Regions from separate parts of the Mus musculus genome. Here region 1 is linked to region 2. A link is a contact called in public HiChIP or PLAC-seq data. All regions are on one chromosome and are shown on one strand. The core of a region is the stretch at or near the end of the contact, and the rest is flanking DNA. Distances in the headings are between cores, read along the strand shown. Region 1 holds the start of Senp2 (SUMO/sentrin specific peptidase 2). Region 2 overlaps Vps8 (VPS8 CORVET complex subunit).

Region 1 (2,899 bases), core at 42-2,541, 520 kb after region 2:
AACTCAGTCTGTAGACCAGGCTGGCCCTTGAACTCAGAAATCTGCCTGCCTCTGCCTCCCAAGTGCTGGGATTAAAGTCATGTGCCACCACCGCCCGGCTTTGAGACTGTTTTTAATACTTCAAGGGACTGCACTCCCAGACATTATGCTTAAGTCCATAGGAGATATTATTTAGACATTTATTTCTAATGGTTTTCCTTTAATCCCAGCACTCGGGAGGCAGAGGCAGGCAGATTTCTGAGTTCGAGGCCAGCCTGGTCTACAAAGTGAGTTCCAGGACAGTCAGGGCTATACAGAGAAACTCTGTCTCAAAAAACAACAACAACAACAACAACAAAACAACAAAAAGGAAGAAAGAAAGAAGAGAAGAGAAGAGAAGAGAAGAGAAGAGAAGAGAAGAGAAGAGAAGAAAAGAAAAGTGTATACATTCCCAGAGAGGATAATGAGAATTGATTGCTACCTGACAGCTGAGGGGAAGAGACAAGCTGATTAGAAAAGGCCACAGGAATCATTCAGTCCCTGTTTCTCGGAAGCTTTTCCTAAGAAGTCGTGTCCGTCTGCCCTACTCACTCCCCAGCATCTGGTTTAACTTTCTCTAGTTCCATTGCGCATTACAATCATTTATCACATAAGCAGGTGACCTTGTATTCTAATTTATAAGTATCTATGAAAATGTCTCTCCCAGTAAACTTGCACGTATGCGTGCGGAATGAGCCCTAATAGTTAGACTGGCTCAAATGCTAGTGGTTAGCTCCATTTTCTTAGGCACATGGTTTAATTGCTATATACCTTTGGTTTTTATGACATTCCTAAAATTCCCCACTGTGTCCGGTTGCTGTAAACATGACGGCAATCCGGGTAAAGTATTAGACCAATGTATATACAAAATAAAGCGCAAACCCTTACATACTCATTAACTAACCTGACCTATTTTCCACCCTGCGCATTCTTTTACAGAACCCTCCACTGTCGGGTTGCTTGGGTAGCTCTCCCGGCCCAGCATCGATACACGTGGTTTGGGTCTGTGGGCCTTGTCCCGAGATCGACTCCTGACTGGCTCTGCCAAAGAGAAAGCCCCGCCCTTCGGTCTGCCAGTCAGACCCGCGCAAGAGCCCGCTCTCCCCGTCCCGCTTCCTGTTGCTAGGCTTACAAGGAGCAGGCCCAGACTGCGCATGCTCAGACTCCGGAGGCCGCTTTCCCGTTGGGCGGAAGAAGGTGACGTCAACGGCTTCTAGAGAGTCCTCCCCTAGCCCGGGGAACGTTAAATCTGTGGGCCCTCTGATGGCGTCACAAGTCCGCGCCTGATCCTGGCTACGGCTGAAGCGGCGAAGGCGGCAGCGGCAGCGGCAGCGGCAGCGGCGACGGCGGCGGCGGCGGCGGCGGCGGCGGCGACAGCTCTGGGGTTCGCGTCTCGGGGTGTGTCGGCCGCCGCTGCTGCTCAGGCCTGGAATGTACAGATGGCTGGCTAAGGTTCTCGGCACCATTCTTCGCTTGTGTGAGCGGCCCGCGCCCGGGGCCCGCGCCCTACTCAAGAGGCGGCGCTCCAGCAGGTAAGGTGGCCGCGCGCCGGTCGGGTCCCCTCCCCCGCGCTGGCGTTGGGCGCCGCGGGCCTGTGGGAACCGGCGACTACGGGACCGCGGAGGCCTGGGGAGAGTCCGTCCCTCTAGCTGCGAGCGGAAGGGGAACGGGAGGCCGGCGATGTGCTGCTCGCCGGATACGGCTCCTGTCGCCCGGTGTCGTCGCGGGCGGACAGCGCAGGAGCGAGTCACTAGGTTAGGAGTTTGCCCGTAGTCGTTTGACTGCGAGTGCTGTTGTCTTCGCACCGAGGAACAGCAGTTGTCTTGTTCGACAGCAACTGTCGGGGTGTGTGTGTTGGGCTGCAGGGGAAGGGAATGGTCCTGTTCTTTAACATCCTTGTAAGAGGCAGAAAGTATTTACGTACCGCACTCTTGTAAGATTCGGTTAAAATTAGAAGGAAATGACAAATATTAGTACTTAGCATCTACTCCTTTATTTACTTTACAGTGTCTTCCCTTTTAAGGGTTTATCTAGAAAACAAAATATTCTACAACTTCTATACTCCCCCCTGTCTCCCACTCTTACATTCTCCCTCCCTTTCCTTCCTCTGCTATGTCTACTTCACTTATTATTATGATGATGGTGATTATTTTTGTTTCCAGGTCAAGAGAAGTGGACAAAAGATTGGATTAGGGGAAGTAGATCAAAATGATTCATAGATGACTCCAGGAATGTAGGTCATTGGTGAAACTGGTTGTTCGCTAAACTGTAGCATGTAGTCCCATGGCTTCTACAGTTCCATGGGGTTCAGATAAGAATCGGTTAAGATGTTATAAAGTTCTCAAACTGATGCTTATGTAAGAATAGTTTATTCTCCCCCAACTGGATCTGGTGCACAATGAAACTGCATATTTATCGAACAGGGACTGGTGATCGCCTCACATTTTCATTCATAGTCCCTCGGAGTCAGCAGTATGCCGACCCAAACCTGAGTGTGGATGTGTCCTGGCCAGCCTTGACTTCTAGCTGCTTTCTGTTCTTTACTACATTCGGGGGCTCGTGGGTTATTTTGTTTTGTTTTGTTCTTTTGTTTTTTGAGACAGGGTTTCTCTGTGCAGCCCTGGCTGTCCTGGAACTCACTCTGTAGACCAGGCTGGCCTCGAACTCAGAAATCGGCCTGCCTCTGCCTCCCGAGTGCTGGGATTAAAGGTGTGTGCCACCATGCCCGGCTCGGGGGCTGGTGTCTTAAAAGATACTTTTTTCTAGGAACTAGAGCTGTGCCTTAGGGGCGGTGTGCTTGTCTGTCGTGCCTGTCCTGTCTTCAATCCCCAGCCCAGGGTATAGGGGTCGGGAGACATTTAAGCAACACCATTGCCAACTC
Region 2 (2,731 bases), core at 155-2,654:
CTTTTGATCAGGCTACCAGAGTGAGTTCCCTCCTGTAGAGCAGGCTTCAACTCCAATCAGAAAAACGCTGGCTATCCCCTTAAGTGGGCACACCTTGACTGGCTTGCACCTGCTGTAACTTGAAAGCCTCACATTAGTGATAGTTCTCCCCCAGCAGCCTACATAGCACCTTCTAGCACTGTGAAATGTCAATAAGTTCAGCTTTGTTTCTTTATGGCCTGAAGCCAAAGCACCTGGTGCCTTGCACAGTTGGGTCTTACCATTGAGTTGCCATGGGCAGTCAACAGCAATGGTCATAGTATTTATTGTTTTGGGAACCAGTGGAGCCTTTCTGACCAACAACTCATAAGGAGGTAGTCCACTCCTAGCATTGAGATTCTGCCCTTCCTTTCTTGCTTCCTGCCTGTGTCTGTGTCTGTAACTGAGTCTGTTTCTGTCTGTGACTGTTTCTGTGTCTGTGTTTGTCTTAGTTCTGTGTGTCTGTCTCTTCCTGTCTGTGTCTGTCTGTGATTGTGACAGTGTCTCTGTCTGTCTGTGACTGTATCTAGTCTGTTTTTCTATGTCTCTGTGTCTATCTGTATCTGTATCTGTCTGTGTGTGTCTCTGTGTCTGTCTGTGTCTCTCATCTGCGACTGTCTGTGACTCTGTCTCTGCTTATGTCTGTCAATGTCTATATTTATCTGTTTGTGTCTATCTGTTTCTGTCTCCGTGTCTCTCTGTCTATGACTGACTGTGTCTGTCAGTGTCTATGTATTTGTCTCTGTCTGTGTGTGCACATGTGTGGCTGTGTGTATGTGGAAGCTGGCGATTGATACTGGGTCTTCCTCTATGGCTCTTCACCTTGTTCTCTCACTCAGTCTGGAGCTCACTGATTTGAGTAGAATAGTTGGGTAGCAATCCCTTGGGCTTCTCCTGCCTGTGCCTCTCCAGTGCTGGGGTTGCATATGTGCTGCCACACCCAGCTTTTACATGGGTGCTGGGCACTGTACCCAGTTCTCATGCTGCATACATACAAGCACTTTACCAGTTTAGCCATCTCCCAAATCCGTGAGACTTCCCTCTGATATCTTTATGTCCTGGGAGTGGCTTTCTCCATCCACACACAGTGCTAAGAACTGTATAAAAAGACTTCCTTTGCTGGGTGGCATAGTTTGGGTTTGTAGTATCTGGGAGGTTTGTTGTACTTTAATCTTTAATACTATTACGTAGGAATCTGAAACAGAAAAGTTAGAAGTACAAGGCTAGCTTGGATCTCTGAGACCTTGCCTTAAGACAAACAAATGTAAAAAATAAAAACAAATTAAAGAAGCTATTATTGGAGGCAGAAGAATGAGCTTTACTGGTTAAAATGTCAGTAGTGCTAATTTGTGTCCTGCCAGCAGGTGGCACCTCGTACCTACTGCCAGCAGCCACACTTTCCTCGTGGAGTCAATAGGTAATGCTATTTAACAGTTATGATGTCCTCTCAGGGCAGCCATTGGAATTTTGAAGGTATTACAGTGAATCTGTGGAATACTTCTGGTAATGTAGTCATTTCCATACAATGAATTCTGCCAACTCAGGAACATAGCGGACGTCCCCATTACCTGGTGTTTTGTTCATCTCCTTCCTCAAGTCGGAACATTCTCATTGTGCAGGCCTTTACCTCCTTGGTTATGGTTTTATCCCTTTTCTTCGTCAATTGTGGACGGGGTAATCTTCCTAATTTCTTTCTTAGCAGATTCAGTATTACTGCATAAGAAAGCTGACCTTGTCTCCTGCCACTGTACTGACCGTGTTGACAGATGGAGCAGTTCTCTGCTAGAGTCCACGGGGTCCTTTAAGGACATCATCTTCCAAGTAGGGATAGTCTTGGCATCTTCCCTTTTGCACCCGTGTTCATCAGGGAAATTGTGTGTTGTGGTTTGTATTTTGCTTGTGTGTGTGATTTGTACGTGTGTCCTTGTTTTGCTGCTGGAAATACCAGCTTCTTAGAATGGCTTTTGTAGTGTTCCTTTCCTTCCCATTTGTGGGACAGTTTCAGAGGCGTTGGTAGATTTTTCCTGCTCAGTTCAGACTGATGCCGCCCAGTCCTGGGCCAGAACCCGGCTCTGGCTGGAGCCTGTGGGAAACTTTTCACTTTGCTTCTGTCCCACAGCTTCTTGGGTCTGTGCGCATTGTTGGTTTCATCTGGCTTTAGTTTGGGCAGGTTGTACACATTCAGAAGTTAACATGCTTCTTCTAGGTGTTTCCACATTTGAGAATATACATTTTAAAAGCATTTCCTAGTAACCTTGTGTATTTCGTTGGTGATAGGTCTCTTCCATCTGTAACTTTATACGTTTGGCCTTGTTTGACTTGTTTTTGCTTGGTTTGGCTTGGGAATTGTGAATCTTGTTAATGTTTTTCAAAGAGGCACTGGTTGATTTTATATAATTACTCTTTACTGTTTCATCCATTTCTGTCCCCATCTTTATTATTTTTTGCTGTCTGTGTATTTGGTTTTAGTGGCTTCTTATTTCTCGAGAACCCTGAGGCAAATCATTTGGTTACCTATTTTGAAATCTCTCTGATTTTTTAATATGAGTGATTAGAATGGTAAGCCTTTCCCTTTGGTTCTTGCGCCACTAGGGCGTGCCACCAGTTTCATCTGGTTCTGGTAATTTTTAAGTTTCCTCTTGGGTTCTGTGGACTACTGTTTTTTTACCAGGGTTTTGTTTGGTCTTTACATGTTTGTGTAGTGTTTGAGGTT

What was found. HiChIP or PLAC-seq counts read pairs in DNA pulled down with a chosen protein or histone mark.
Region 1: a contact with region 2 is called in an H3K4me3 HiChIP or PLAC-seq map of pro-B cells, with 11 times the contacts expected there. The contact joins the promoter of Senp2 here to the enhancer-like site in region 2. A contact is called at or near these places in 9 of 39 promoter capture datasets (the C10 cell line, the HPC-7 cell line, cranial neural crest and 4 more), 2 of 15 datasets of contacts at CTCF or cohesin (large pre-B cells and pro-B cells), 9 of 484 Hi-C or Micro-C datasets (B cells, cerebellum, embryonic limb bud and 4 more) and 5 of 115 datasets of contacts at active chromatin or transcription factors (the 230-238 cell line, the SCID.adh cell line, embryonic stem cells and 2 more).

The regions. Positions count from the first base shown.
Region 1 is chr16:22,008,193-22,011,091 of GRCm38.p6, forward strand. It overlaps Senp2 (SUMO/sentrin specific peptidase 2), which reads left to right and starts at 1,292. Exons shown (of 17, transcript NM_029457.3): 1 at 1,292-1,550. The coding sequence starts at 1,450.
Region 2 is chr16:21,487,202-21,489,932 of GRCm38.p6, forward strand. The region is part of intron 20 of Vps8 (VPS8 CORVET complex subunit); the gene reads left to right. Among named protein-coding and RNA genes, the nearest start is that of Vps8, 65 kb to the left of the region's middle. Within about 2 kb of position 1,405, at least 6 of the 459 cell types and tissues checked have an H3K27ac peak or open chromatin away from gene starts, as enhancers often do. A contact at or near this core is called in the SCID.adh cell line and pro-B cells, where this site is marked.